Regions from separate parts of the Mus musculus genome. Here all the other regions are linked to region 1. The links are chromatin contacts, called in public HiChIP or PLAC-seq and promoter capture Hi-C maps. All regions are on one chromosome and are shown on one strand. Each heading gives the region's core, a stretch centred on a gene start, on an enhancer-like site or on the middle of the called end of the contact. The rest is flanking DNA. Distances are from core to core; before and after follow the strand shown.

Region 1 (4,010 bases), core at 1,493-3,992:
CAGACAGTTGCACCCTGCTGAAGCCGGCTGGATCTGCTTTTAATACCGCCCATCCTATTCTCACCACACCTTGCCATCTCACAACTACTGTCACAGAGCCCATTAACTGCGAGATTTAACTACTACAGAGATTTAACTGCTGCAGAGGCCTCCTAGCTCCTCCCTCTCTGCCCTCACTTCCTCCCAGACAATTCTTGAGGAAACAAACTTGAGAGATTTTGTTAAGTCTCCGTTATGTGACTGCCTCCTCAGTAGAGATCTTTACAATGTCATACAAGGTCCATGTGATCAAGTCGCAGGGATCTCTTTGACTTCGGTTTGTCACTGTACCCCCCACTATTTTATCCATAACAGTCTCATAAGAAACAAAACTTCATCATCGAAATACATTCTATGTAATTCTCACCAATGCATCTAATATAAAATAAAATAACACAATTAATAAAGATGTTATTTTTAAAAAGGCAATCATGTTATAAGGACATAAAATGAAACTTGGCTCCACCTCCTGAGTACTAGGTCTGCTAACATATTTTGAAATAGCTCTCTGGTATAGTTTGAGATATATTAAATGCTAGAGCTGGTCTTGTACCTACAGTGTCTTCTAATTGGCACACTCTTTCCCTTTCCCTCAAGCTAACTCCTTTGGTTCACTTCTTTCAGATCCTTACTTAAATGTCATGCTCCAAGAATGGGATTGTGGCTCAGTGGTGAGCGCTTCCCTCCCATGTGAGACCATGGATTTGATCCCAAACACTACAAAACAAACAAACAAAAACAAGATGCCCAAAGCCCTGTTCCAAACAGGTGCTTCCTTCCCTGGTGCACGCAGGGTTGACCCCACCCTTATTTTCTGTACCACTCACCACCGGCTCAAACACCAAATGATTCAGATTTCTAACGCACTTAGTATTTGTCATCCCCATTCCAAACACAGGTAGCTCTACAAGGCCAGGGACTTCCAGCTGGCTTTGTACTCTCAACTCAGCATCTTCGTCTCATAATAGGTCCTGAGCAGTTATTTTTGACCTAATTAGTTACCCCTAAAGACTAGACAAAGGGTGCACAAGTTTTGGCTGGTAAACGATTAATGGGGCAGCTAAGGAGGCAGGTGTCTCTATTTCTATTAGAGATGCGAAATGGAAACTTCCCTGGGTTACAGAGATCAAAAAACAGACGACTGGGGGTTCAAACTTCACATCTGACTGAGGCCTTACTCTAGTTACTTTTAAAAAGTTAAACAAACAAACAGGCCCCGTGTTGTGGTTCATGCCTTTAATGTGAGCACTCACAAAGCGGAGGCAGGTTGATCTCTGTGAGTTCAAGGCCAGCCTGTTCTACATACTGATTTCCAGGACAGCCAGGGCTGCTGTATATTCAGACCCTGTCTGAAAAAAAAAAAAAAATAGTAACAATCCCATGCTATCTAGCTTATAGTATAGAACAGGTGTATCTCTTTCACCATGTAAACAAAGGTCTGCTTGAGGATACTCTATCTGTGCAGAAGGTAATATAAGTCACACAGACTAGGGTGTGTGACCTGTTTCTGGGTGTCACTGTCCATACAGTCTCATCTAGAAAGCCAAGAGACTAACACAGTAACCTCTGTGAATGACTGCGACATTTAATTTTTTTAAATGTCTTTCAGACCAGGCATGGGTTTCAAGTGGCAGTAACCCCAGTATGTGAGGCTGTGGCTGGAGGACCTGGCATTCTGAGCCACCTGGAGACTAGCATTGAACCTGACCACTTTGTGTAACTTTCCCTTGGTTGTTCTAACTTTCAAAAATGATAGAGAATATGTATGCAATTGTTGGAAAATCTTTATTTAAAAAAAAATCCCATTTGAGATATTTAGACAGCTTTTACAGAAGAAACTGTCTAAAAGCACACTTGCCAAAATATTTTTTTAGTGATGTATGTTACATACATAGTAATGCTACGTACTTTCTTGTTTGATTTCACAAATCTGACGGATGCACACCATTTTCCACGAGAACACAAAAAAGCTATGGTTTGAGAGGGATTACGTAAATTGCCCAGGGATCATAGTTGGTTATTATATGGGGCCATGAGGTCTGCTTCCAAAGCCGAATGCATCAAAGCCTCAGCTTCTATAACACACTTCATTTGAACAACCCCTATTCTCAAGAGAAAGAAAGAAGTGTCCTTGAGAGTTAGGAGCTGAATGGCACAAAACAGCTTTTTATGCAGTACACTTGGGAGAACCGGGCTTGAGCACGCCCTTTTCGAGGAAGATACTGTGCTAGATTAGTCAGTCATGTGTTAATCTGCCTCAAAAGATATGAAGGACCATATTATGGCCATGTTTCAGACAAGAAAGCCGAGACTATGCAGAGTGGAACAAGTTTCTCTAAACCAAGGGGGAAGCCGTCCGATCCCTTTGACCACTGAGCCGAAGGCCGAAGTTGAAGGGCCAAGGGCTGTGCGGCTCGGGGCCGGTGTCCAGCACACGGAGGGAGCTGGGCGGCCCCGCGTGTGCCCACGCGAGATGCGGCTGCCCCGGCCCACAGTCCCGCCCGGCCCCACTCACGATGTGCGACACGCGTTTGGGGTCGTTGTACTGAAGCAGATACTCCCGTTTAAGCCGGGCCCTTATGCTCAAGCGCTCGACCTGCGCCCTTCTGGTCTCCGGAGACACGTCATACTCGGCAGGGTCGAGGGTACTGGGGAGAGTGGCCAGGGGCGCAGGCTTATACTTGGAACCCGACATCTTGACTCCCGGCGCACATCTGCGCCTGCGCGGATATGAGGGCTGCCCTCTCGAGTCTGACCTTCAGGCTCAGGAAGTGCGCCTGCGCGCGCACAAGGCGCTCTGGCAGGAAGGGGCGGGAGAGGGGTGGGGTTCGAGGCTGGGTGGAGCCTTTGCCAATCCTCCTTCACGCCCTCGTCCCGCGTATTCTGCGCGTGCGCACTGCTTCTCGTTTTGCCTCCTCTTGTCTGGTGGTAAACTCCTTTTCTCTCTGTGCTACTACTTGTTTGCAGAACTGATTTCCTGAAGTTGAGTAGACTAGAGGAGACTGGGAAACTGGGTTGTCTGTGACTCCTGAAGTCCTACAGTCCAGGGTGGGTTCTTCCAACCTGGGTGACCTTGTCATTAGTCAAGGTCATTAGTGTCTCCCAAATTTCCTTTTTCTTACCCTGGAGAAATGACCTTGACTCTGCACTCCTAGCAAGGTTGTTGGAATTAAATGAGACATTGAAAACAATGAAATTGCTTTTCAAACATTTCCCTAGCTACGCCCCACCCCAAACAAAAAAGAGAATAAGCTTTCTAAAGGTTACCACTTTAGGACCAATCCACTGTTAACCCCAAAGATGGGAGGAGAAAGACCACCGACTCAGATCATCTCGTCCAGATTAATTAAAGTCAGGTTTTTATTCCTGTACACGAGCTGCCTCCCCCTGCCTCCTCCTAAGGCAAGGTTCATTGGATGTGAGGAAGGCTTTTATAGCTCAGAGGTAGAGGAGTTCTAAATGGGGGATTTGTGGCAAAATAGGAGTTACAGGAGCAGAATATAGGCATAATAAGTTAGTCTCCTGAAACAAAGACACAAAGGCAGTCATAACAGCAGGTAGTCATACAAGGTACCCATACAAACCTTTTGCAAGATAAACATTAACTTTTTGAAACAAAAATGTGAGTGCTATTCCTGGAACAGGCAGTACAGAACCATTTGTAGTTAAGGTTACAGGTGGGGCATAGCCCAATCTTTGATTAATTAACAGCTTTAATTCATCAAGTTAATTTGTTTAACTTAGTTTGTCTTTACTATCAGATGGCTTTTAAACCTAAGATGGAGGCAGACTGGTTCTTCACCACCTAAGTATAAGCTTATCTTTTGAAGACATAAAATACTGTTTAAAAGGAGAGTGGGGTTACAGAGCAAGTTTTACCTGGCTGTAGTAGATCAGAAAATAATAAAGAATGAAACTCCTGAGTAAATACCTTAGTGAAAATGCAAACAAAACAAAACAAAAACACCTCT
Region 2 (4,481 bases), core at 429-2,928, 1.1 Mb after region 1:
TGGGTTCATCATTGAGGAAAGCCAAGGCAGGAATTCAAGCAGAGACCACAAAGGAACACTGATTGCTGTCTTGCTTGCTTTACTTTCTTATATAACCCAGAACCACCTGTTCTGGGAGTTGCATCATCTAATGTGTGATGGCTTTCCCATATCAATTACTAATCAAGAAAATCAGTTCATAGGCTGGTCTGATGGAGATGATACCTCAATTGATGACTCTAGTCTATGTCAAGTTGACAAAAACTAACTGGTATAATGGTTTAAAAAAGACTGTGAACTCAAAGTGTGCCTGTGTGGAAGGACTGGGAGTGGTGATAACTGTGTGTAGTTTAGTGGCTATTTGTAGCAGGTAGGATAGGCCCTGATTCCTTTCCTTAGCACTAAACAGTAAGTAAATACACAAATAAATGAAAACATTTTAAAATTGTTAACTTGTATCTGTTTGAACTCCATGGGACAGAAGGGAGACCAGTCTTCTACTGAGAGATTTCAGTGTTTCTTCTGCCAGGGTATAGTAGTCTCAGCACCTCCCAGTGCTCTTCAGAGGGGTCAGCATGATGCAGGAGGCTCGGACTACAGGCTCCAAATTCCATCACAGTGGTGACACAGATAAGTGGCATCAAAATGGTCCTAGGCCTGTTTAAAGCCCAGTACCTCAGGACTGATTCAGTTTGCTCCTTTTTAGAGCAGCGCTTTTCACCCTTCCTAATGTTGCCGCCCTTTAATACAGTTCCTCATGTCGTGGTAACCACCAACCATAAAGTTATTTCCTTGTTGCTTCATAGCTGTAATTCTGCTACTGTTACGAACTATAAATATCAAATATGCAACTCCACACGGGGGTCGCGACCCACAGGCTGAGCACCCTTGCTTCACTTGCGATGGATCAGGTGATTTTCATGTAGCTTCTCAGAGAGAGCTGGCAGCATGCAGACTGTTGTGCGCCTATGAAGACCTCACCATTAGTTTTCTATCAATTTTAGCCTAATTTGATTATTATGATTATATTTGAAATATTATGATTCGCATAATATCATTTGGTCTTTAATTTGGTACAATGCATGGCTGAGCAGGCTATAACCTATCAGGACTTTAGACTTTCTTGAGGATGTGTCTAACCCTTGCCCCAGGATGGCTATAAAATCAACCCAACACAAACTGTAAACTTACTTAAACTACTATGAAGGCTGAAGTGGTTTTGTGTGTGTGTGTGTGTGTGTGTGTGTGTGTTTGTGTGCTCGATTTCAGGGTTCTCAAACATGAACTTTATAAATGACAATGTCGCCTGGTAGTGTCACGCAAAATAAACATGTAACTGTAGACTTCTGGATTCTATGATGTGGCCTGAAGCCACCCTTCATTTAATGTTGCCCAGAGAAGTCAAAAGGTTGCACATTCCTGTAAGTCCAAAGCGTCACTTTCCTGCTCTGTAAAGCACTGGGATATGATCTCTTTTCCAGGTTCCGGTGATGTCCCCGGGGATGGAATCTGAGAAGCGCCCGGAGCCTAACTAGTTATCCTCAGTACGGTTTGTGATCTAAAGACTACGGTGTGCACCCCTTTTAATTCTCAAGCTCCCGCAGCGCGTGGTGGGATTGGCCGGAGGGAGGCTGCACCAGGTCTTGAGAGAACCGGGCAGACCCGCCCCCTCGATGGCGCTGCGCGCGAGGCGGAGCCGGGGCTGCAGAGCCGCCTCCCGGCGGCGCAGGCGGTCCACGAGCGCGATCCCCGGGGCTGCTCCTCACCACCTCCCCTTCCCCGGGCGGCCTCCCGGTGGCCGCGTCCGGGGTGAGTACGCCGGGCCCGAGCTCCGCTGCTGCGCGCTCCGAGCGGCCATCGTCGGGCTGTGAGCCGGGTGGGTCCACGGGATGGTGCCGGGCGGACGCGGAGCCTGCGCGCTCAGGCCTCGGCGCTGCTGTCCTGCCGGCCGAGCGAGCGGCGGGCGAGCTGGGGGCCTGCAGAGGCCCACCTTGGCGGGGCTCCGGCTCCCGTGCCGGCGCCCCAGAGCTCAGAGCTGGGGAGATGTTGCGCGCAGCGGGGAGATGCAGGGTGCATCCGGCCGCGTCCCGCGTCCGGGTGCTTGCGTCTCCCGGCGCCTCTACCTGGAAAAGGCCCATCCTTCTCGGTCAGGGTCAGACAGCCTTTCACCTGGGGAAACAGCTCATCTGATCTGTACTTCCATGCCTGAAAGGGCCCGAGATACCTTCGGCCAAGCCAGGGGCACTCACATGGGGTTTGAAGGGCTTGAGACCCACCTGCTGTGTGTAGGTCGGGCACCTGTTCCCTCCAGGGTCTGTGGATCTGCATCACTGGATCTTCTGGTTTCCCTTAGATAAGGGCGATTGGTTAGGAGTTCGGGTGCTGAAGGGTGTGGGAGAGAAGTATCTAGAGAAGGCCTTTGCGGGGAGGTAACCTTAGGAGGGTATTAGCCAAGTCTGGTGCCTGTGGGTTGCAAAGTGTTCAGAAGTGAGCCAGGAGGCAGGAGGATGTGGGGGTGCTCCGGGCGCGGGCTGATCTCCCCAGTGGTTTGGTAATGAAAGAGCAGACAGAAGGTGGTAATTTGAGAGTTGAAAAAAGGTCTCTCGGTCTCATTTAAAAAAATTCATTAACTGGTGTGTGTGTGTGTGTGTGTGTGTGTGTGTGTGTAATGAATCTTCAGAGGATATATGAAACTCAAGGAATGTCAGATATGATTCAGTTTGAGAAAGTGAAATTCAAGATAGAGTTGAAGGCTGCCGGCCCCGCTCCCCCCCCGCCCCCCCCCCCATGCCAGAGCGTGGAGGAATGCACCTCCTGGGAAGGAAACACTGCGTTGTTGATGGTCTTTTCTTTTCTTTTCTTTTCTTTTCTTTTCTTTTCTTTTCTTTTCTTTTCTTTTCTTTTCTTTTTTCTTTTCTCTTCTCTTCTCTTCTCTTCTCTTTTCTCTTTTCTCTTTTCTTTTCTTTTCTTTTCTTTTCTTTTTTCTTAACAGTAATAATGATTTTGACATTTTTCTTTAGGATTTTTCTTTTTTATTGCATATTTTCTTCATTTACATTTCAAATGCTATCCCCAAAGTCCCCTATTACCCCCCACCCCCACCCACCCACTCAACTCCCACTTCTTGGCCCTGGCTTTCCCCTGTACTGGGGCATATAAAGTTTGCTAGACCAAGGGTCCTCTCTTCCCAATGATGGCCAATTAGGCCATCTTCTGCTACATATGCAGCTAGAGACACAAACTCTGGGGGGTACTGGTTAGTTCATATTGTTGTTCCACCATTAGGGTTGCAGACCCCTTCAGCTCTTGGGTACTTTCTCTAGCTCCTACATTGGGGGTTTTCTTTTCTTCTGTTCTTAAAGTGAATTTTTAAGAACAGATTTGGCCTCTGTGTGGACACTGAAAACTCCGTGAAATAGCACAAACCCCTGACCGCATTTGAGAGAGGTCCACAACTTTGATGGGGGACGGGGGCATCTCAAAATCAATTGCTGACCATGCCGAACTGTTTGGTGAAGAATAGGTAGGGAGGGCCGTAACGGCGGCTCCGTTACTACATTCTGTGTGCCACTTGATATAGGTATTTAGTCCCTTCTCTGAGCTGTGCTGGTAATAGTGTGTGCCTTGGGAACCAAACACCAAACAAACGTCTCTTGGAAGTCCTTTTATCCATACTGGGACCATCCAAAGAAAGTCAGCCTAGAACTCATGAATGCAGTCCAGACTGGCCTGGAACTGGGTGGGTAATCCTCCTGCTTCAGTCTTAGTGCTGGTATTATAACTGTGAACCATTGGCGACTTCTGGCTATTTTTTTTTTTTTTTCTTTTTAAAGACCATCAGAGTTACCCAGGTTCCTGTTTAAAATACAAATTTCTTGGCTCCACCCCAGACCATTGAAACAATGGGTGTGGACCCAGGAATAGGTATTTTAAGAAGAGTACAGAGGGTACACAGTACAGGCTTCTCTGGCTAATGCTGAAGTACACACACACACACACACACACACACACTCACACTGAGGATAAAAGTATGTGTGTAGATAGGGGTTTGAAAGGCATTTTTAGAACAGGTCCTCTTAACATTTATTTGATCAAGTTGCCACCAGCTTTATGCAACTGATCATTACTGTCCCCTGTCTATAATAATGTCATTTAAAAATTTTAGGATATTTTAAAGGACAACTAGTTATTTTTTACTTTTAAAAATTATTTATAACAGCTTTGTTTCTGGTAATGAGCCATACCAACAGTGAATTAGAAACACAGCTTCCTTAAATTTGTCTCAGTGACTATTTCTGCTGTTTTGTACAGGTTGCTATCATGAACACATGTACTGCACAATTGGGATTGCGTATACACTTTCATGTTATTTTTTTACTTGGCTATGGTAAGCTCTTCCTCCGTAGTTAGGGTCTTTTAAACACTCATTTTTTGGGGGTACATACTTATGTGCACATGCGCATGAGAAGGCTGGGGAACAAACATTTGTGTCATTGGGATTA
Region 3 (4,229 bases), core at 670-3,169, 1.1 Mb after region 1:
CCCCGTAAAAACAAGCAGAGACAAACATTTTGTTCTTAACCACTGTGGTTAAGATGTGTACTTGGGGCTCTGTCAAGTTTTAAAAGGGGGGAAAAAAAACCCAACAAACAACTCAGTCCAAGTGATTTTATTTCAAAAAGACCTCTCCGGAGTGTTGTTGAGATTTAAACGAATTGACTTCAGTTATGCCTCAATTTCAGAGTCGGTTTTGAAAACCAGTAGTTCCCCTGAAGCTCTGAAATACTAAGCCATTTGTCCTAATGACACAGCAGACTCTGGACTCCCGAATACCACAGGAATATCACACCACTGCAAATTGCTAGGGGTGCTGAGTCTTCAAAAAGGGGAAATGAAACAAAGGCCCTGCACTGTTTCTGGGATGCACACTTGATATGGACAAACCCAGTTGTTTCAGGGAGAGTTTTCCTGAGGCAGAATTATTCTGAGCAGTTACATGGCCCTAAGTGTTCTTTTGTTGTATTTATCTATGTATAATGATAGATATGAGATATGTGTAGTGGGCTCTTTTCTCTTTCTCTGAAGTTTCCAAAGAAGCCTTTTTTTTTAAAGTCCAGAACCAGTCAACTTTACAAAAGGAGTCATTTCATGCCCCATTCCCCCACCTTTGCTATATTAAAAACTTTTACCCTCCAAGACGGTGTTATCCCAGTATAGTTTGTTTTCATTTTTCCCCACCCACCAAATGTTTAAACTGTTTCCACTGGCTCCTCTTTTTCTTTTTCCAAGCTGACTTAAAAAAAAAAAAACCAGAGACGCTCTTCTATATCCTAAACTCTTTTAAAGCTGAGGCCCTCTGACCTTCTTACGACACACTGCTCGCAGGACACACCAAAGGCCCCTCTGAAAAGGCAGGAGGAGGTAAAGGGTGGTGGTGGTGAGGTGGGGGGGGGGTCGGGGGAGGTACTGTATATTTGGCATCAACTCAGAAATACAGAAAATGTTTGTGCAAGCACTCCCCCAGCCAGGATTCCCCGCCCCACCCCCAGCACACTGCCTCCTACCACATTAATAAAAAAGGATGTGAGCCGGTGAAACCTTCCAGTACAGGAGGCACATTTAAGATGATCACAATGATACATCCAGAGAGATTCACCACACGTCAGTCACCCCCTCATCTTTCCCTTTCAATACCCAAAGTTTAAGACCCGAGCCTCCCTCCCGGGGCTTCAGCCTCAGAAATGGCCAGTAAACGCCACAGCTACACCACTGCTCATCCACCGCTCCTGTGACACGTCGGATGGACAGACCCAGCTCCTGCACTGTGGGGTGGAGGCGATGTGGTTAAGAACTGTCTTTTTTTTTTTTTTTTTTTTTTCCTATTAAAGTACAGTGAGCGCACGAGCCTGGAACACATTAACTTGTGAACTGCATCCAGCACACCCCAAGAGAAATCCATCGCTCTTAAACAAAAAAAAAAAAGGGGGGGGGGTACATTACCATCCTGTCCCGAACTTTCCAGATACTCCGTCAGGTCACATCCAAACGCACTGGCGGCTCCCTTTCGTTTCAGCTTCTGCTTGGCACCCTTGTTCTTCATGAGTTAGCCCCACAGAGGCTGCCCCTCCGTCTGCGCTCTCTGCTCCGCACCGCTGATGAGGGTTTCGGGGTCGGGTCACCAGGGCAGAGCGGCGCCGCGGGTCCGCATGGGCGCGCAGATTGGGCCGTGCACCGCCCCGGGCGGGTGTCACCTCCCTACTCGGGCTCCGGCGGCGTCTCCCCGCGCTTCTCGGCTGAGCCTTGCGAGGAGCCGGGGCCGGGGCGCGGCGGTTAGGGGACCGCCCCGGGGCTGAGTGTGCTCCGCCCTAGGCCCGCGCTCTGCCTTCAGAGCGCTGGAGGACCGCGAACAGCCAGCATCACGTCCCCTTGCCCGCCCTTGCGCCGTCCCTTTTTTCCTGTCTTACAAATCCCAGGATCGTCCAGCTCAGGAAGCGCTGGAAGGAAGTCAGCTCCGGAGGGGGGCGGAGGTTGGAAATTTTTGGCAGCTGTGTGTGTGTGTGTGTGTGTGTGTGTGTGTTTGTGAGTGCAGTCGAAGGAAGTAAGTGGGTGGGTTGAGCTGCGCGGGCTGGGGGAGAGATCGCGCTCTCCCGAAGTGGCTCTGCTAGTCCAGAGTATCGCCCAGGGCCGTCCCGGAGGAAATCGGCCTCGCGAGGAGCCGCGGCCGCCCGCCCGCTTCCTGCCGCCAGTCAGGCTCTTTGCACAGCGCAGGAGGCGGCGCCGGACTCTGCAGGGAGGGCTCGGGATGGGTGCTCATGGAATTGCTCTCCTTGTCATCCCAGTCCTGACACTTTCTATTTCAGTGCCTGCCTTTCTCCTCCGTCGACACTTAAGTGTAGTGACAGTAACAAAGACTGGGATTCCAGAAACCTGACCGGCAAAGCCTTTACGTTGGCCACTCCCATCTCTCTTTGCCTGGGTCTGCGGTCCCTGAAGCCCAGACGTCTCCTCTCCCACGCTGAGGTTAGGATACCCTCGGGCGAGAGAGAGGTGCAGCTTTGTAACCACTGCCCAGGAAGAAGTTATATTTCTAGTTACAAACTCAAGTTCAGGCACACACACACACACACACACACACACACACACACACACACGCACACACACATCCCGATCTTACTAACTGCAAGAGATTTGAGTAAAGAAACCAAGATTTAAGGGGCGCTGACATTTTGCCAGTCTCCCAGGTTGTTTTAAAACTTGAGGCGTATGTTTTCACCCCGGCATGTTTTTCCTGCTTTAGTTGGAATTCCTTGACTCGTGTGTACTCAGCACACAGTGAACACTTAAAGTCTTGTGCCTTGACAACTCAAAGATTAGATTAAACTTCCTGCATCCATTCAAATCCATATATAGGCTTGAAGGGTAGGTACATTCATATAGCTGGCAAAAGTATTATGTGTTGCATTTTAGTTACTGATTCCTCTTAAAAGCCATCATGGCAGTTTATGAACTTTGAACTCTGACCTTCTCTCTATGTCCAGACATAACCTGATAGCCAGCCTACCAAATTTGGCCTACAGATGTGTTTTGTTTGGAACATATTGTTTAAAAAAAAATTTAGCCAACACTAAAGAATTAAGATGTTTCTCCGTAAGAAAGCTGGATTTCTGTCGTCTCCTGTGGGAAGGAAGCTCTGCTTATACCACAAGTGCGTTCTCGTAAAACAAGGAGTGCCATACGTTAAGACACGGCGGCTGGCTTTCAAGACAAGCCTTCTAGTTTGGAGGCACCTCTGCCTGTCTGTTATTCGTCGCGTTCTCACGACCGGCCAGGAAGAACACAACAACCAGAATCTTCTACGGCAAAGCTTTATTGCTTACATCTTTTTGGGGCCAGAGTGTAAGAAGCAAGAGAGAGAGAAAAACGAAACCCCTTCTATTTAAAAGAGAACAACAATTGCCTAGGACGCATCACTCCCTGATTGGCTGCAGCCCATGGCCGAGCTGACGTTCACGGGAAAAACAGAGTACAAGTAGTCGTAAATACCCTTGGCTCATGCGCAGATTATTTGTTTACCAACTTAGAACACAGGATGTCAGCGCCATCTTGTGACGGCGAATGTGGGGGCGGCTTCCCACAGTTCCCCCTTTTTCTTTTAATAAGAGCAAATAGGCCACCCATATTAATGAGAGTGGAGATAGAGGTCAAATCCCCAGTGTGTAGGTAAAGGAGCCATGTACAGGATTAGCTCTTAGGCTTACAGGCTTTTACCCAGAGCAACCCTGACCTGCTCCCGTGTCGTTTTGCCTGGGGGAAGGGAACTAGGACACTGAACCTTCATGAAAGATGACATGTCTCCCTAGAATAGGCTCATATATGCCGCAGAGCCTTTCCATTGCAGTGCTTAGCCTTGCAACTCTCTCGGGCTGCTGAAGCACACTCACTCTATCTCGTGCAATGAGACTAGCCTCGTGAGATATAAGAGCTGAGTGGCCAGCGACCTATTGCCTAAGCATAGATATATCAGGGGAAGCTCCATGTTCTAGTCCTGCAAGCGCCTGGGCAATAACCACCTTGTCTCTCTTAGTTTGGGCCTTAAGCTTACAGACCAATCAAAGAAGCAACACTAATCCACAGCAAAGTGTATCTCCAAATAATATTAATCCCACCCAATTTTTTAAAGAAAGAAAATGCTGAGGAGATCCAATTGGGTAATCCTTTGGTCAGCGACAGGTCCAAGCGCGTGGAGTTGACCTGAAGTCTCAATTCTCGAA
Region 4 (4,232 bases), core at 1,036-3,535, 1.7 Mb before region 1:
TTCCCTGAAAACCATGTCCAGAGAAGGCTGTTTCTCCCTAACTCAGGCTGGCTGAGATCTTGCTAATCCACCTGTACCAACTAAGCTTCATTCCTCCCTGTACAGTCCGGGGTGCACAAGGCTGCCCGAAAACACCGAGGGGAAGGGAGGAGCAGATGCCAGGGCAGCATCAGCTCCTCTGTCAACACTCACCTTTTGGACAACTGAGTCAACAGAGTTAGAAACGAGCCCGTCCTGGGGATGTATGTCATCACAAAGTGCTTCATCCAGAGACCCCGTCAAGGACGGAGGTCTGGAGCTTGGTGTCTCCACTGGCTGTGTCAAGGATGGGAGTCTGGGTCTCAGGTCCTCTACTGGCTTTTTAGTAGTTTCCAGGACAATGGTCACAGGTTTGTTATGGACCAACATCTCGTGTTCGCTCTTTTTCAACACTTTCTCCTTATCTTCAGGGGAGACATTAAACATACACATTCACACAGAAATAAGAGAGAATTTACATAGCTGATCCTCAGTATCCCTGTAGGTTGATTCTAGAAACGTCTGAGCATGCTACCTCCAGAGATGTCCCTAATAAGCTTAGGACTTTCACATAAGCTACCCATGTTCTCACATATGCTTTTTAGTTGTTCATTTTTTTGTTTTGTTTTATTTTTTGTTTTTGAGACCTTAGGTAGTCCTGGCTGTCCTGAAACTCCTGGTGTAGACCAGGGTGGCCTTGAACTCACAGAGATCTGCCTGCCCCTGCCTCCAGAGTGCTACAATTAAAGGCATGTGCCACTACTATAAATGCATTGGTTCGCCTTCCATAGACTTTATTTGAATAAACCATAGGGTATGGGACTGTTGTGTAAATTTTCTCAAGACTGAAACATTCCACCCTGCAAAGAAGTTCCTTAAGCAAGAAGGTAAACAACTCAAAATAGCTTCAGGAAATCCCAGAAACTGACCAGACTCATAGGCCCCTCCCTGAATGAATAAACAATAGAGACTGTTGGGAAGAGTCCTCCTGAGACTCCCAGAACAGAGCTGCTGTGAGGACTCATTAAAGGTCTGCATAGGAGACTCTTAGACAAAACAAGCTGTGAAGAAAACTTAAACCACCAGAGAAGCTGCCTGCAGGAAGTGAACTCTAAGCTCCACTTAGGAGGAAGTTTAGACCAACTGAGCCACCTGGAAAGAACACTCCCTAACCTATTGAGCTGCCTGTAGGTGTGCAGTGAGCTCCAGGTTCCCAGCTTTGTGAGCTGTCACCCATGCTAGGTGGGCTTTGGTGATGCAGTTGCCTTTGAGTCGTTTCCCATATTCCTGTAAGTAAATCCAATAACCAATACCAATGCAATAAGTAATGCATTGGTTCACCAAGTTGGCCCTTGGTGGTATCTGTTGTAGGCTCCTGGTCAAATGCATACAGAGGACCTGAACAGTTATTTCTGGCATTCTGGAATAGCAGGCTGGTGATAGGAGAAGCTAATCAGAACTCTAAAGAAGGGAGCTTAAGTTTTAGCATAGGAATATAATTTGGTTATTAGAAATCACATTTCTAGTCTGGGCATGCTGGTACACACTCACAATCTAGCACTTAAATGGTAGTGGTAGGGGTAGGGGTATTATGAGTTCAAGGCCAACCAATGGCACATGGCAAGATCCTGTCTCAAAGGGGTGGTGGTGGGGAAACCTATGTTTTGTAATGGTTTTGAATCTCTCATTTCAATGACATTGAATAATGGTTATTGTATAGTTAAATGGTGAAACCCCCGGCCCCCCAAAAGAAACAAGATCAAAAAGTTTAGAATGTATATTCATTTGCTGACTCTCAGAAAAGAATGCATGAAAATGCCCCCATTGAGGACATTAGTGTGGCACCACCTGCCTTTAATCCCAGTAGAGGAAGGAGGATCTCTGCGAGTTTGAGGTCAGCCTATGGAGCTAGTTCCAGGACAGACAAGGATACAAGGAATAACCCTGTCTCTAAAATCAACCAAACACACACACACACACACACACACACACACACACACACACACACACACCAAAAACCAAAACCAAAACCAAACCAAACCCCACCAAACTATCTTCAGATAATTTTTCTTTGACTTTCCTCTTTAAAGTCATATATTACTTTTGTAGTCCTTAAAAATAAGTCAACGGAATCTTTATTTACAACATTAAAATGGCTTGGAGTCGAGATCGGTGGTGGAGCACTTGCCTAGCGTGCACAAGGTTCTGGATTTCCTCCTCAATCCCAACCCCCACACTTTGTTTCTTCTCTCAACTGGGTCTGCTGGGAAATTCTCAGATGGAGTCGAACCGCGACCTCATCAGCGGCTGGACTCATACGAGGCTCTCTCCGCCACTGTGGGATGGAGGGAGTCTGTGGACCGCACTCTCCCACAGACAGAGAGCCACACTCGCGTGGGCTCTCGTCGGAAGCATGCAGGGATCGGTTTGGAAACCTGCTGGTTCTACCCTTGCACCCGAGCCTTGCCCTGTTTCCCCTGCCCCGGCTCACCTGCTTTTTTTAGGAACTTCACCTCGTAGGTGTCCGGGGCGCTGGGGCCCACGGGCTGGACAGAGCACTCCCCACCTCCCGAGGCCCGGCTCTGGAAGTATATCTCGAGCTTCCTGTGCGCCTTGGGGATGGACTCCCGCAGCCGTACGAGTAGCGGGGACGGCGGGTCGGGACTGGAAGCCATGGCTATCCGCGTCTGGCTCGTTTGGGGCTCAGGGGCGCTGCACAGACAGGGAAGAGCAAAGGCGAGCCCTGCCCTAAAGACCCGAGAGGCAAAGTTTCAGTTTCGATTCCCCAGAAGGTCCCTCCTTGTTCTCCGCAGAGCCGCCGCCTGTCTTGCTCTGCCATCTCTCAGAGCCATCACCCGGTGAGTAGTTCGCACGCTCGGCGGTGGGCGCTCAGAGGAAGTTTCCCTACGGTGGCAGGTCGCCCTTCTATTCTTGCAGGATCGGAAGTTTGGCGGGAACCCGGATCCCAGGTTCAGGCCTCTCAAGGGTGGAGCGGAATAGAGGGGTAAAGAGTTTCACCTGTTTGTACTTTTTGAAATGATTGTTGTAACTAGTATTTACTGAGATGCGGTTCTGATTTCAAGTGGAGAGAGTTTACCTGCTTGGTGACCTGTACTTTTCCTGTTAGCTGGGCACCTTAGGGATTTTCTGCTCGAGGGCCTTAAGTTAGCGAATAGCACAGATCGGCTTGCTTCCCTGAGTCCCTAGAGAGGGAGGTAACGAGGAACTGAGCACAGAAGCAGTCAGTACCTGTGAACAAAGCAAAAGCCAAAGAGCAGGTTTCAAGAGGTATCTTAAGGGGTTGGGGGAGGGGAGGAAAGTATTCTAGGCTGGGACAGCAGTAGCCTAAAGTCCAGAGGGCTGGGTTCCAGGCCAGGGAGAGGAAGAGGAAGGGTCTGTAAGATCTATAGCGTCAACAGAAATAAAGTGGGGATTATGTGTGTTAATTCTAAAGGTTAACACCATAGTTTAGCTCATAGGTGATGGTTAATCTTGGTTGTCATTTTGACTGCGTCTGGAATCAGCTAAAACCCCAGCTAGCTGGGTAGTGCTTGTGAGCGATTTTCTTGATTGGGTCTTTTGAGACTGGAAGACCCGCCCTAAATCTGGGTCACGCGTCCTGGTAGCAGCCTATATAAAAGGACAAGGAAAAAGGAAGTTTTGCTTTTGGCCTGCTTGCCTCAAGACAGACAAGTGCACCCCAAAGCAACCTCTCAGCTGCAGCCTCCAAGGAACCTTAGAGGTCTTTCTTGTGTGAAAGCAATACTGCCCTCTGCAGGCTCCCCGGATCCTGTCCGGCCAGTTTGGGGTTAGTATTCGAGTGACTCCTGGATGGGCATGGCCAGCTGTGCTCTCGTGTTGTACAGTGTTTTTCTACTGCAAAGACATTACAGATCATCCCAGAGACTATTGTAAGTGTTAGTCATGAGTCTAACATTTCATAATTTTAGTTTTTAGGCTACTAGGTTAAAATCATGAGAAAGTGCGATTTCCCAGAGCTTCAGATTTTTATCCAGACATCCTTAGGTCAGAGTTGTTTATCACAGATTCAGAACACAGCCCGTGCAGGTTCAAGCAGTTTCCTCAGTCTTCACACGCCCGGTGGGACGCACCACTGTTGAGAAGGCTGCTCCTTAGGTGGTTTGCCTGGTCTCAGCACTTTGTTACCATTTTCTAAGTGTACCAACACCTTCAAGACCTCACTTCTGTAAAGC

What was found. Promoter capture Hi-C pulls out the DNA fragments that hold promoters and counts their contacts. HiChIP or PLAC-seq counts read pairs in DNA pulled down with a chosen protein or histone mark.
Region 2: a promoter capture Hi-C map of the C10 cell line shows a contact between it and region 1, with 2.3 times the contacts expected there. The contact joins the promoter of B4galt4 here to the promoter of Ndufb4 in region 1.
Region 3: a contact with region 1 is called in a promoter capture Hi-C map of pre-B cells, with 4 times the contacts expected there. The contact joins the promoter of Arhgap31 here to the promoter of Ndufb4 in region 1. A contact is called at or near these places in 1 of 39 promoter capture datasets (pre-B cells) and 1 of 484 Hi-C or Micro-C datasets (pre-B cells).
Region 4: an H3K27ac HiChIP or PLAC-seq map of double positive thymocytes shows a contact between it and region 1, with 5 times the contacts expected there. The contact joins the promoter of Parp9 here to the promoter of Ndufb4 in region 1. A contact is called at or near these places in 2 of 39 promoter capture datasets (liver and pre-B cells) and 1 of 115 datasets of contacts at active chromatin or transcription factors (double positive thymocytes).

The regions. Positions count from the first base shown.
Region 1 is chr16:37,651,626-37,655,635 of GRCm38.p6, forward strand. It overlaps Ndufb4 (NADH:ubiquinone oxidoreductase subunit B4), which reads right to left and starts at 2,743. Exons shown (of 3, transcript NM_026610.1): 1 at 2,555-2,743. The coding sequence starts at 2,734.
Region 2 is chr16:38,740,581-38,745,061 of GRCm38.p6, forward strand. B4galt4 (UDP-Gal:betaGlcNAc beta 1,4-galactosyltransferase, polypeptide 4) reads left to right here and starts at 1,679. Exons shown (of 7, transcript NM_019804.4): 1 at 1,679-1,788.
Region 3 is chr16:38,711,116-38,715,344 of GRCm38.p6, forward strand. It overlaps Arhgap31 (Rho GTPase activating protein 31), which reads right to left and starts at 1,920. Exons shown (of 12, transcript NM_020260.2): 1 at 1,459-1,920. The coding sequence starts at 1,558.
Region 4 is chr16:35,936,185-35,940,416 of GRCm38.p6, forward strand. It overlaps Parp9 (poly (ADP-ribose) polymerase family, member 9), which reads left to right and starts at 2,286. Exons shown (of 11, transcript NM_030253.3): 1 at 2,286-2,876. Dtx3l (deltex 3-like, E3 ubiquitin ligase) reads right to left here and starts at 2,843. Exons shown (of 5, transcript NM_001013371.2): 1 at 2,510-2,843; 2 at 193-443. The coding sequence starts at 2,693.